Regions from separate parts of the Mus musculus genome. Here region 1 is linked to region 2. The links are chromatin contacts, called in public HiChIP or PLAC-seq maps. All regions are on one chromosome and are shown on one strand. The core of a region is the stretch at or near the end of the contact, and the rest is flanking DNA. Distances in the headings are between cores, read along the strand shown. Region 1 overlaps Fbxo28 (F-box protein 28). Region 2 has its middle 9.6 kb from the start of Lbr.

Region 1 (7,202 bases), core at 4,573-7,072, 470 kb before region 2:
CTGAGCTTTTCTTGTAGCTTCCATCTGCAGACGTCAGTGGAGGCGTCATTTATAAGCATTGGTTTTTCTACCTTTCTGTTTCCTCTGAGATTCATCCATATTGATTTTAGCTGTCTCCAGTGAGTTCCCAGAAGAACATTTTAGCCCTAATATTGCAGCAGCTACAGAAATAACCAGCCAACAACTGTCTCCGCATCTTTTAAAATATTGGGGATCATCTTTTCAGAATGATTTCTCATTTTCTGATTTCCAACCTTAAGACTTGGGAAATTTCTTCTCACCTTTCCCTACACACTTGATTTGTCTTCAGAAGTATTTGCTTGGTACTTTACTCATTCCATAGTTTGTCCCTTTGCAGGCACCATAGCCTGTAGTTCTGTGTGCAGTCTTGCCTTTTGTTCCTTCAGAGCCTCATTCAGATCTTCAGTCGTGTGCCTTGTCTCTTGGGTGACTTTGGGTTTACTTGGTTCTCGTTAGTGACTCTGACCTGCTCAGATCAGTAAAGCACTCTTTACTGAATGTCTGCATGAGGAAGGAGAGGCCGTGGATCCTTTAGAATGAGCTAGATCCAGTGGAACAAGACTTGGAACAAATAATTTCAACAGTACCTTCAGATTGTTTCAGTAATAACCAACTGACCTTGGGAGTGTGAATATGTGGTTGTTTAAAAAAATTATTCCATCTCAGAACTTAGCAATGTTGCAGAGTCTACAGAGACAAGAAATATCCTAAACTTTATAGTAGAGGGTTTTTAATAGTTATCTTTTCTTCTGCTAAACTCATTTCCTGTTCCAGACGCAGCCCTCTGAAATCTTTGACTACTCCACTTCACTTTCTCTTGACTATCTGCCATCAAAGATGAGAACTGAGTCCTGTTTCTATTTCACACTTTTTCTTCCTCACCTTTCACAAAAATACGCAGTGTTCATGTTGCAGTAATATGTTTATTGCAAATTCGGGTGCTGAATGTCTAAAGTATTCTGGAGAGCCACAGAGATTCCCAAAATGGGCTCTGTAAGACTGCAGGTAACACAGTCCTGTGGTTTTGGGTTTGGTTTTGTGTGTATGGGTGTTTGGTCTGCATGTATATGTGTGTATATCTCAGGGATTTCATTTTAACAAATACAGAGCAAGTATTTGTGCGTGGATGCTATAATGGACTAGCACAGATACAAAGAAGCACAAGCTAGGCAGCCTCTGCTAATTGCATGGCCGTGGTAGGCATTGTCTTTAATAGTGAACACTGCGTATTTTTGTGAAATGTGAGGAAGAAAAAGTATATTTTTGTGTGAAATAGAAGCAAAAAGGACTCAGTTCTCATCTTTGATGGCAGAGAGTCAAGAGAGAGTGAAGTGGAGTAGTCAAAGATTTCAGAGGGCTGCGTCTGGAACAGGAAATTAGTTTAGCAGAAGAAAAGATAACCATTAAAAACCCTCTACTATAAAGTTTAGGATAGTCTTTAATGAAAGCCTTGGACATCATGAGCCAAATCACTGGAAGAAATGAAAATTTTCATTCTGCTTAGATTTTTGAAATAAAAGTTTGAATTGTCCTGAGGTTGGTTGGTTGGCTTTTGATAAAAAGGAATGTTTTAAACTTAAAACTTTCAGGTGCATCATTTTACTGCTCTTCCATCCTCAGACAGGGTATTCACTATACACTTAAGTCGGTGGTACTGCTTGGCCCAAACATTAGTCAGTTCTTAGTGAGACTCCACAGTAATTGTATGCCACTGATGGCACTGGCAGGGACTCAGCTTAGACAGTGTTCTGGGAACAGGTACCAGCTCAGAAACCTTCCCACCCAAGTTCATCACTGATGATTCGGTTATTGGTTTTCTTTATCTTTCAATTCTGTCTCCCCTCTGCTTACAGGTTTGTAAGAGAATGGACCTGGTCTGTCAGAGAATGTTGAATCAGGGGTTTCTGAAAGTGGAGAGGTTCCATAACCTGTGTCAGAAGCAAGTTAAAGCACAGCTACCGAGGTATGTTCCAGGTGGCATCAGCCTTGAGTCACACTTGGGAGGGGGGGTGCAGCTTGTTTGGTGCTTTGGGTTTTGTTCTGTTGTTTTTTTCCCCACAGATTTTTCATATATACGTTTCAACTCTTTATAGCAAAGAACATCCCGTCACAATAAATGCTATCTCTTGTCATCTGTTCTTATTGCCATTTTGTTCAACATTTTATTGGTTGTTGTAGCCAGGGCAAGAAGCAAAAACTGAGAGGACCTAAGTGTCCCTCAGTGCCAGCATGATGTGTTCTTGGATACAGGTACACTGATAATATATTGTTAGAGGTTATAATGCACAAAGGTCAGCTAGAAGTACACTAGAAATGAATAATCTTCCCCGGGCAGTGGTGACCCACATAATGGGGAGGCTGAGCCAGACGAATTCTTGAGTTTGAGGCCAGCCTGGTCTACAGAGCAAGTTCCAGGACAGCCAAGGCTACACAGAGAAACCCTGTCTCAAGTTTTTAAAAAAGAGGGCTGGAGAGATGGCTCAGCAGTTAAGGACACTTGTTCTTAACTTGTCCAGCCTCAGCTGGATTTCTAACATTCAAAAGCAACTCCTCATTGTCTCTAAGGAATTCCACGCAGACGCACATGCAAGCAGAACATCCATAGACATAAATCCTTACAAGAGAAACAAGAGTCATAGGCCGGGGGTCGGGGTGTATGCACACCTTTAATCCCAGCACTTGGGAGGTAGAGGCAGTTGAATCTCTGAGTTAGAGGCCAGCCTGGTCTACATAGTGAGTTCCAGGATAGTCAGGATTCTGTACATAGACACTGTCTTGGGGAAAAAAAAGAAAAAGAAAAAGGTACACATCTATAACCTTTGCACTTGGTCTTATCATTTGGTGGAAGCAAAAGGCTCAGGAATTCAAGGCCAGCCTTAAGTAAGCAAATTTGAGGCCAGTCTGGGCTGCAAGAAACCCTGTCTCTAAAATAGAAAGAAAGGAGGTGTGGTGCGGGGGACTAGAGAGATGGCTTAGCAATTAAGAACATTGACTGCTCTTCCAAAGGATCTAGGCTCAATTTCTAACACAGTCATGGCAGCCCACAACTGTCTCAATTCTAGTTCTGGGGGATCTGATGCCCTCACAGACATATGCAGGCAGCATACCAATGCACATAAAATAAACATAAATAAATTATTTTAAAAAAAGAAAAGAAAGGGTTTCAAACAAAAATGAAAGAAAATAGGTGTGTATGTTTGTGGACTGGAAGATTTTATATTGTTAATGTAACAGTGTTCCTCAGGTCTGTCTGTAATACTATACAGTACTGAGCAAGTCTCACCTCTGTATATACATATATTTTAGAATTTGGACAGCTAATCTTAAAGGTATTGTGGAAATATAAGAGACCCAAAATAACTAACACAATTTTGAGTAGTAGTGTTGGAAGACAAATACTTCTGGATTTTAAAACATAGTACTAAGTTGTGGTGGTCAAAGCAGTAGGGTACGAGATCTAATGATAGGTCAGTGGGGTAAAATAGAGAGTCTGGAAATAAACCCTTGTATACTTATTTGGTTTTCAGTAAGGGTGACAAGACAGTTCAGTTGGGGATACAATGATGGTTTTTAAAGATTGGCCAGGCATGGTGATACTCAGCATTTTGGAGACAGAAGCAGGAGAAGCTCTCATGAGTTCAGAGCCAACCTGCCACGTGGTAAACTCTAGGACAGCCAAGATACACAAAGAGACCCTGTCTAAAAATAATAGTAATAGTAGTAGTAGTAGTAATAATAATAATGATAATTGCTTATAGATAAGGGCACTGATGACCTGAATTCTCTCCCTAAGAATCACATGATACAAAGAGAACTAACTGATTCCCACAGGTTGTCCTATGATCTTCATATGTATACACACACAGAGTAAATTTAAAAAAATAAAAATGGAGCTTGAGCAAAACTGTGTGCATATAAAGCTGGCCAGTACCAAACTGTAGAGAAAAGGGACTGTAGCTGACTGTACATGTTCTGAACCCTTAGAGAACATAATGTCACAAGCGTGGCTTGGGCGGCTCGGTACCATGGTACACACCTCTAATTTCAATACTCAAGAAACTGAGACAGGAGAATCAAGCTTGAAGCCTGGCTCCGCTACAAAGCAAGTTTGAAGCTAGCTTGAGCTGTGTGCTGAGACATGTCTCAGAAAGAAGAATGGAACCTGGAAAGGTGACTCAGCAGCTTAGAGCACTTGTTGCCCTGCTAGAACCTAGCAGCCACATGTAGCTCACAACCTTCTGTAACTCTAGTTCCAGGGGATCCAGCACTTCTTCTGACCTCTGTGGGTATCAGGCACCCGCATGGTGCACATAAATACGTGCATATAAAACATTCATACCCATAAAATTAAATGCTTTTGTAAAAGACAAGATGAACAAATAAAGATAGCCAAATTAAAAGTTAAACAGACATTACGTTAAAGCAATTTGCCCTAAGTATGTTTTCAAGAGAAATTAAAATGTGTATGCATACAAACACTTGAAAGCAAGAACTATTTATCCCTCAGTGGAACACTTGACTAGCATGTCCACCTGACATGGTCTCCAGCAGAGCCAAAACACACACTGCACAGATGTTCTTGGATCTTTATTCATAATCAAATGTAGGAAGGACCCAGATGTGTAAAGGGATGACGCCTGTGTATAAGGGGATGCTATTCAGCAGTGACAGGTCAATGCTAGAGCAGAGTGAACTGTGAGCTGTAGCAAGTATGAAAGCCAGGCACAAAGGGCTGCCCGGCACGGTCCTGTTTACTCCAGTGTTCAAAGTAAAGGCACTATAGAATACACAGAAGGACACAGGAGTTGCCAGATGGGCACCTGATGAGTCCAGGCTTCCTTTTCATGGTGATGAAGGTGTGCTGAGTTTAGAGAATGGTGATGGTTGTGCCCCTCTAAATACAGTCTGCTCTGCGTAACTGCATACTAAATAGGGTGTGACGTTGCTACAGTGTATGCACAGCGGCCTCCTAAATAAACATACTGACTTACTGGACCTAGCATAGCCAACAAAAGAAATCTAATGTTCCTGTGTGTGTGTGTCTGTGTGTGTGTGTGTCTGTGTGTGTGTGTGTCTGTGTGTGTGTGTCTGTGTGTGTGTGTGTCTGTGTGTGTGTGTGTCTGTGTGTGTGTGTCTGTGTGTGTGTGTCTGTGTGTGTGTGTGTGGGGGGGTTCAAACCTAGGGCCTCACAGACCCTGGGCAAGTGATCTACCACTGAGCTACACTGCCAGCTTTATCTGTGTCTTCAAAGTGATTTTCTTTTCTACAGATGTCTTGTTGGCAATGGTTCTTGTTAAAGAAACCTGAGCATTACAATTCTGACCTAGTTCCAAATGTCTCAATTAGCATGTTGAAGTTCATCTGTTTATGCTGCTCAGATTAGCTAACAGTTTACCCTTTACTACTGCTTTCATGGTTGCCAGTGACTTTTATTGTTATTTTAGGAGAGAGTCAGAAAGAAGAAACCATTCTTTAGCTCGTCATGCAGACATCCTTGCCGCTGTGGAAACGAGGTTGTCACTGTTGAATATGACCTTCATGAAGTATGTGGATTCCAACCTCTGTTGCTTCATCCCAGGAAAGGTAACCATTGCTGCAGACCCAGCAAGCTGGGCTGCCCAGGAGAGACCAAGTCTCACAAACATTTAAGCGGTGTTTGTGATGTCAGAATTACTTAACCTAAAGGACTTTTTATTGGTGGCTATGTTTAGCTTTTCTGTGCAGTTATTAATATGTATCATTCATGTGATCCCAACATTTAAAATTCTAATTATAGAATGCCAGAAGGAAGTGAAAGTCTTGGTAAGGGTTCATAGTTAAGAAAACATTTTGACCTTTACAGTCAAAATACCAGAATTAGTGCCCTGAGCAAGACATGCTGTGTTGCCTTCAAGATTGTTGCAGTCTGGGGGAAGGTAGGGTGGAGGGTATGCTGGGTTTGATTTTTGTTTGAGAAGTGTTTTGTAATGGTGAGCTTAGAAGTTTTCAAATTTGACCATGTATACTTGTTTTGTGGCGATACACCAGAGCTAAGGAGTCGTCCCCTTTACCGCACTAAGTGTGACACTTAGTAAGTAAGCAGATCCCTCTCCCCCGCCATACTACAACGACCTGAAACTGCTGGAAGCGTCCGTCCTCATTGTTGAATTAAGTGTAGATTCAAGTGACATAGAGAAGCAGTAGAAATGGATTTAAAGATCATTTTGCTTCTCGATAGACACTGGCAAAAGTGCTTTCAGTGCTTGGAACTTATTAATGCCTAATGAGGTTATTTCCATAAACACTTACAGAGGCAATACTGTGTGCATTCTCAATTTGCAATAACATCTTTCTTGGTGGCTTATAATTTTATTTCAAATCTTCCTTGTTATCTCTTTACTTCTTTTTATGACCTACAAATGCCTCTGTAAGCTACTGTAAGATAGCCTCAGGTTCAGATGAATACACCAGATCTTATCTTGTGTGCAGCCCTTAACTCTTTGCGTGCAGCCCAAGGTCCTTTGAGCCTGTGTGCTTGTCCTCCCCAGTAGACAGCCACTCAGGTCTCAGTTTTAGTAATAGAAGCATCTGAGACCCAGCTTCCAGTTTCCTCCCATCAGAGATCGTGCAGCCAGCTGTAACAGAGGGCTCTGTGGCTGCATTGGGTGCCTGCAAAGATGAGGCTTGTGTATGTGGTCTTTGCAATTGTTGCCAGCGTTGGTGTGGGTTCACATGGCTGAAGCAGATGTGTGCGGCCTGAGTGAGCAACTGCAGTGAAGTCCACTTGAGTTCCGCTCCTTTTGGAAACGACTTGTTGGCTCCTCAGTACCAAACCAGTAGGCACTAGTGAACACATCTTCAGGTCTGCAGATGCTCTGAGTCCTCAGCACTGCTAGGCAGCCCTCCTTGACTGGGCCTTCGTTTGTCCGCAGTAGAGCTCACCAGAGAGCGCCTTTCTGTGACCTTCACCTCAGAACATGGACTTCTTCTGTCCCCTCTCTTGCCATTGCTGGACTGTGCTGCGTTTAGGAAGCACACGCTCATTGTCAGAGCACCTTCATATGTGTTTCCTTCCTTGCTTCCCACAGCCACGAATGCTCATGGGCCATTCCTGTTCTGACTCATGGGCAAGAAACCAGAGGCCTAACCTGACTCCACCCGCTGCTTACTTCCAGCCTTCCTCACTACAGGCCCATTGCTGC
Region 2 (6,776 bases), core at 1,591-4,090:
CATTCATTGAAGGAATGAAGCAAGGAGAGAAGTCTGGATCTCTGCCTTCCTGCAGAGTCTGTCTGTCTGTCTTCTTTTTTTTTTTTTTTTAACTTTTTTTTAAAAGATTTATTTATTGATTATATGTAAGTACACTGTAGCTGTCTTCAGACACTCCAGAAGAGGGCATCAGATTTCATTAGGGATGGTTGTGAGCCACCATGTGGTTGCTGGGATTTGAACTCTGGACCTTCGGAAGAGCAGTCGGGTGCTCTTACCCACTGAGCCATCTCACCAGCCTGTCTGTCTGTCTTCTTTACCACCTTTACCTTGGGGTCAGACTTCTGCTTTTGGGTATCTTAATCATTTAAGAAATGCTTGCCTGAGGGGTTGGAAGATGGCTCAGCAGTTAAGAGCACTGGCTGCTTCCCCAGAGGACCTGGGTTCAATTCCCAGCATGCACATGGCAGCTCACAGCCATCAGTGAGTCTAGTTCTAGGGGGTCTGGAGTCTTTCTGTATCAGGCACATATACATGCAGGCAAACCACCCATACACATATAAAATAAGTTTTTAAAAAGTTAGAAATGGTTGTCTGAAACTGAAATATAGGACAATCTTTTCTATTTTAAGGCTACGGATGGTAAGGTAGAGCATAGTTAAAACAGTATCCCCTTCAGGCCACTGGAGCCTCCTACAAGCTGGGCAGGCTCCAGCTTCAAGTCACCCAACAATGTGGAGCTGTTCTGACTTCCCCACATTATTCCTGCTCATCACCGTCTGCCCCCTGCCCACTCCTGAGTCCTTGAAGAAAAACCTCCATAGTGGTGCAGGGGAACTGGGGTTTCCTTCTTAGGTCTCCTAGTCCCATTAATAAAAGAATTTAAGAATGAACTCAAGTGGATTCTTTTTTTTTTGGACAGGGTTTCTCTGTATAGCCTTGGCTGTCCTGGAACTCACTTTGTAGACCAGGCTGGCCTCGAACTCAGAAATCCGCCTGCCTCTGCCTCCCGAGTGCTGGGATTAAAGGCGTGCGCCACCACACCCGGCCTTTTTTTTTTTTTTTTTTTTTTTTAAAGATTTATTTATTTATTTATTTATTTTATGTGAGTTTTTTTTTTTTTTTTTTAAAGATTTATTTATTCTATGTGAGTACACTGTTGCTCTCTTCAGACACACCAGAAGAGGGCATCAGGTTCCATTACAGATGGTTGTGAGCTACCATGTGGTTGCTGGGAATTGAACTCTGGAGGAGCAGTCAGTGCTCTTAACCGCTGGACCATCTCTCCAGCCCTCAAGTGGATTCTTGAGGACAGATTATTAACATTTAAAAGAAAGAGAGAAAGAGAGAAAGAGAGAAAGGGAGAAAGAAAGAAAGAAAGAAAGAAAGAAAGAAAGAAAGAAAGAAAGAAAGAAAGAAAGAGAAAGGAAGGAAGGAAGGAAGGAAGGAAGGAAGGAAGGAAGGAAGGAAGGAAAGAAGGAAGGAAGGAAGAGAGAGAGAAAGAGAAAAAAGGAAGAAAGGAAGAGAGAGGGGGTGGGGGAGGATTCCAATGGACCCATAGAAGCCTATTTAGAATATGGCCGGTATCCAAAGTGGGGGGCCAGGCAGAAAGAGACAGGCAGGCAGGCAGGCAGACAGACAGACAGAGACAGGCAGAATGAAGACCCAGTTGAACTGCTTGGCAAGCTCATGGGGGGGGGGGGTGCGCGCACGCGCGCGTGGTGTGTGTAATTCTGGGAAGAAAAAAAATATACAGCCCCTCATTATTTCCTCAAAGGAAACACTTCTGCCTAGCTCTTTTGCACGCCGTAAGGTGAGCTCACCTTCCCAAGGGTGGTCCCTTAGTGCTGTGATTGTGTGAGTGACCTGGCCCGGCTGGAATGTTAAGTCTTTCTCCAGTCAAGTATTCTGGTCTCTCAGTCCGGAGGAGCTTTTCCGGGTTGCTGGCCTCCCTTCTTTGGTTGACTGGCTTTCCTTGCAGCTAGAACCTGTCCTGGGTCGTCGGCCTTTTCAAGAAGTGATTTAAGGAAGCTGGGCGTGACAGTAGCACCCATCTGTCTGTCAGATGGGACCCTCGGGTGGCCTCCAGCCCCACTCGGGGGCCAGGAGAGGGGCAGGAGCTAAATCCACACCTCATTGCTTTCAACTGTCCTGCCAAGGAACGAAGGGCCTCCCATCTCTGCACCCTCTTGGGGAAACTGGGCGTGGCTGGCTCCACAGGTGTATCCGGTGCTCAGCTGCTCGGTTACTCTGCCTCAGGGAAGGCAAGAGGCAGCTGCAGAGACAGCATCACATGGACATACCTAACGTGCTGACTTGTCTCCACAGCATCATTCACCCTCAGGGTAATCTGTCTCTGTCCCCCCCTCTCCCCTCTTCCCTTCCCCCCCTCCTCCCCTCTCCCTCTCTCTCCCCCTCTCTCTCCCGCTCCCCCATCCCCATTATGAAGCCCTCCCTGGTCTAGGATTTACGCTGTGGATCTTTTTATTGGAAAGATACAGGACCGGAGGAACTACTGCCTGCCTGCAGTCAGCTTGAAGTGGGAGCCTAACATAGATATCACAAGGATATGACAATCCAAGTCCTCCTTACACAGATGTCCTTGCTCTGGTCACTAGGTCTCAGCTGTGTGGTATCTGCATCGTGTTGGATCTGGACCCCGCCCCCTCCGTTTAAGGATGGGGTCTCCTGGTCCTGCTCCACCGACCAGGACCGACCGTGATCAAGCTTGTTGTTTCCCTCTTCCTTCCTATTCGGGAACTTGAAACAGGGGGGAAAAGTTTCTTCTCTCTGAGCTCTTTCTCGGGTACACAATGAACGGAAGAGCCCAGTCCTTTGGACTTTCGGTTTCACCTGCTTCCAGCCAGCAGTCTAGCAGGCCTGACTTCTGCAGCCAGCCGGCTATATAGACTTCCGCTTACCAGGCATGTCCGCTGGCTTCCAGCTATTGGAAAAGGTTCTCTCTCCATCTTCTCAGACTGTAGACTGTACATTGCTCTTTCTTTGAAGCAATCTAAGCAACCACCCTGCAATGGTAGCTGGTTGAGGCATAGCCTGAAGGGGTCCCTGGGGTGTCAACCAATGACACTTTGACAGAACTTCTAACATCGGACATTGAGCCTTTTAAAATGGCTTAAGTCTTAGCTACAGGCAGTGCAATGCGTCATAAGACACCTCCTGAGCTTGAAGCCTGGAGCCTGATAAAGCACATTTATTTCAACATGGGCGAGGGTGGTGATGTGACCCATAGGTGTTGTAAGTCTCATGGCTACACCATGCTCGTCTCTCACCCCTCGAGATCTGAGTCTGCTGTCCACAGTCATCCATATCATAGCCTCGGATTTTGGTCGGAGGATAGTGACCTATCTATGGATAGTGGCTAATTGCACAGGTACAACTTCTATGACCTACCTCGCGTACCTAAAAGCAGGGGTGGGGAGCCATGGTGGCCATGGTTGGGACAAAGAGCTCGCTAAAGTGATTAAAAAACCTTCCTGTCAGCTGTGTCCCTTTACAGCCGTACACAGCTCAAGCACTACAGACACTTTTAGGAGAGTAATTTTAGATTCTAAGATGTTCCAAACACCAAATAGGAAAGATATTTTTCTAACTTGGGCATGTTAAACAGCTCATAGCAGTCCATCCAAAGGAGCTGGGACCATTACCAGGGCAGAGTCATTACACCAGACAGAAGTATTTGCCAGGGACCTGGAACACAGCCTCCTGTCCCTGAGAGGCTGAGGAACCCCAGCCAGCTGGCGCCAACATTTCCAGTCGTCTGCTTGTACTGCAGCCATGTGGATCCTTACTGAAAAGCCTGAGATTTCTCAAAAAGAAAGGGGAAAAAAAAAAAAAACCCAACCAAAAAAAAACCTTAACAGTCTAAAATTTCCTGAAAAGCAGTGCACTTGTGTAGGCCTGGGGGATGCTCAGTCTCCAAACTGCTTGCTTCATAGATGCGAGGACCCCAAGTTCTGATCCCTAGTGCCATGTGAAAAAGCCAGGTCTTGGGCCAGGCGTGGTGGCACATGCCTTTAATCCCAGCACTTGGGAGGCAGAGGCAGGCAGATTTCTGAGTTCCAGGCCAGCCTGCCTGGTCTACAGAGTGAGTCCCAGGACAGCCAGGGCTACACAGAGAAACCCTGTCTCGGAAAAAAACAAAACCAACCAACCAACCAACCAACCAAACAAAAAAGCCAGGTCCCGTGGTGCAAACCTGTAACCCCAGAACTGGGGAGGCAGAGACAGGAGGGTCTCTGGGCTTCCTGACTAATCAGCATGGTGGAAAGGATGAAGGCCATGAGAGACCCTGCCTCAAAGAAACAAAGAGCAAAGACACCTGACAACAACCTCTCGCTTTCCCATGCGTACGCCTTCAAGTGTGTGTTTAATCATGCGTGCACACAAGCACACGCTTATTTCCCCCTCACTAGCCTACACCCGATTTAAAAACGCACAACCACCATAGCCCGGCCTGATGTTTGTTTTAACTTTTTTTTTTTTGAAATGTGTTTTCGAAGTTTTTTTCACTATTCCATTTGTGTTTACAAAATGAGTGCATTAAAGATCTTTTAGTGAGAACTATTAATTGATAAGGAAATACTCTGAAATACATTTGAAGTATCTTGCTTGAGGTGCCCAATGGAAGCAGAGGGTTCAAGTGTCCCTGCCTCCTGAGTGCACCTTCTTTTCATCCTGCAGCTTCATCAATCATGGTCCCTCCGGCTCTGCAGTCATAGCGTCCAGGAATGGAGAGGAAATTACTTCCAGTCATTGCTACTCTTTGCTCTGGTTTGGCAATGGAGTCTTTCCCCAGGGGAATCCCATGTGTTACAGCTTTGGCTCCCAGTTGGTAGTGCTATTAGGAGGGAATAAGATCAGCACTGCTACTGACCCATTCCTCTATATGTGAGGAGAACGCAGCCTTAATGAGCCTAGAACTTTCTGGGCTATTAACAGGCAGAGCCTGGTTGGAGGAAGTAGCTCGCTGGGGGTATCCTTTTGAAGAATCTATCATTATCTGTTTACTTTTAGAAAATTATTGGGCTGGTGAGATGGCTCAGCAGGTAAAAGCACTGACTGCTCTTCCAGAGCTCCTGAATTCAAATCCCAGTTCAAATCACAACCACCTGTAATGAGGTCTGACGCCCTCTTCTGGTGTGTCTGAAGACAGCAAGGTTGTAGTTATTTATAATAATAAATCAATCTTGGGACTAAGCGAGCAAGGCTGAATGGAGTGATCAGAGGTCTTAAATTCAATACCCAACAACCACACGAAGGCTCACAACCATCTCTACAGCTACAGTGTACTCATATACATAAATTAAATAAATAAATCTTTAAAAAATTACACTATTCAACTTTAATCCCAGCATTTGGGAAGCAGAGGCCGGTGGATCTCTGTGAGTTCAAGGCCAGCCTAGTCTACATAGAGAATTCCAAGAAAGCCAGGATGTGTATTAGTGTGAAGGAGTCAGATGCACTGGAATTTGACTTACAGTTGTTGTGAGCTACTCTGTAGGTGGTGCGAATTGAACATGGAAGAGCAGCCAGTGCTCTCAATCACTAAGCCATCTCTCTAGTCCCCTGGCTAACACAATTTAAAATATAGTTGAAGGCTGGAGAGATGGTTACAAGCTCCTGGTCTTCTAGAAGACCCAAATTTTCCGGGCGGTGGTGGCGCACGCCTTTAATCCCAGCACTTGGGAGGCAGAGGCAGGCGGATTTCTGAGTTCGAGGCCAGCCTGGTCTACAAAGTGAGTTCCAGGACATAGAGAAACCCTGTTTCAAAAACAACAACAACAACAACAAAAAGGAAGACCCAAATTCAGTTCCCTGAACTGACATGATGGCTTGAAACCCACTGTTCCAGGGATCTGAGCCCTTCTGATGCACATAGAGGCATTCAGGCAGCACACTCATCTATAGATAAAATAAATCTCTCCAGGGAGGATCACACTTAGATGTCTCGGTCGTTTCTACATTTTAGTGTCTCTTCAGGTACATCGCCAAGGGTTGATAAGATTTTTGTTTTGATTATAGGGTGGCTCTGGAGGTTCTGTGAATGGAATTTCAATCTGATAAGATAAAACCAGGAGCCACAGAGGCTGCCCAGAGGAGTTAGGATGTGTTGTTCACTCATATAAAGGGAGTTTCTGATAAGATTCCTAGAAAATTGCAGGGTTTTAGCTGGGAAAGGAGAAAGGATTTAAGCAAAAGTCACTTGTGGGTGATTCTTGATTCTCAGCAAGTGAGGGGCTCTCCCTTCCCATGGATTCAACATTTTCTCTGTCCTTCCGAGAGTGCGTGTGTGTGTGTGTGTGTGTGTGTGTGTGTGTGTGTGTTCTACCAGAAGCAAAATGTTTTTCTATCCAGTGCCTCGATCCCAACACTCAGGAGGCTAAGGACAGAGGGTGATGAGTGCAGAAGTAACCTGGGTTAGAGAGAAAGTGAGTCCCCACCTCACCAAACAAACGAACGAACGGATGCTACACACAAAAGAGAGACTGGGGGAGTAGGAAGGGGTAAATAGGGGTTTGGAAATATGGGGTAAGTGAAAATTATCAAAATCTAGGAGAGGAGTGGGCTGGCCTTCTTATGAGGGCAGGGAGCTAGGGGGCTCTGTGTTCTAGTGTTTCTGGAACAAACAGCAAGTTTTCCCATGAGCCTCGAGTTTTCTCAGCTTGACGCTTTAAAGGAGGACAAGCTGATTCTATTGATGTGGTCTGGGACCGCTTGCCCAAGCCTGTAAGTCAAGGCTAAGGCCTAGTAAAGAAGAAAGCTCAATCAAGACCCCC

Evidence for each region. HiChIP or PLAC-seq counts read pairs in DNA pulled down with a chosen protein or histone mark.
Region 1: an H3K4me3 HiChIP or PLAC-seq map of bone marrow-derived macrophages shows a contact between it and region 2, with 4 times the contacts expected there. The contact joins two enhancer-like sites. A contact is called at or near these places in 6 of 39 promoter capture datasets (3T3-L1-derived adipocytes, the C10 cell line, hippocampal neurons and 2 more), 1 of 15 datasets of contacts at CTCF or cohesin (the NIH/3T3 cell line), 13 of 115 datasets of contacts at active chromatin or transcription factors (the 230-238 cell line, the SCID.adh cell line, bone marrow-derived macrophages and 6 more) and 3 of 9 other capture datasets (adipose tissue, embryonic stem cells and liver).

Annotation. Positions count from the first base shown.
Region 1 is chr1:182,324,656-182,331,857 of GRCm38.p6, reverse strand. It overlaps Fbxo28 (F-box protein 28), which reads left to right. Exons shown (of 5, transcript NM_175127.2): 2 at 1,875-1,984; 3 at 5,466-5,604. Among named protein-coding and RNA genes, the nearest start is that of Fbxo28, 13 kb to the left of the region's middle. Within about 2 kb of position 5,822, at least 17 of the 459 cell types and tissues checked have an H3K27ac peak or open chromatin away from gene starts, as enhancers often do. A contact at or near this core is called in bone marrow-derived macrophages, where this site is marked.
Region 2 is chr1:181,848,640-181,855,415 of GRCm38.p6, reverse strand. No RefSeq gene overlaps it. Among named protein-coding and RNA genes, the nearest start is that of Lbr, 9.6 kb to the right of the region's middle. Within about 2 kb of position 2,840, at least 174 of the 459 cell types and tissues checked have an H3K27ac peak or open chromatin away from gene starts, as enhancers often do. A contact at or near this core is called in bone marrow-derived macrophages, where this site is marked.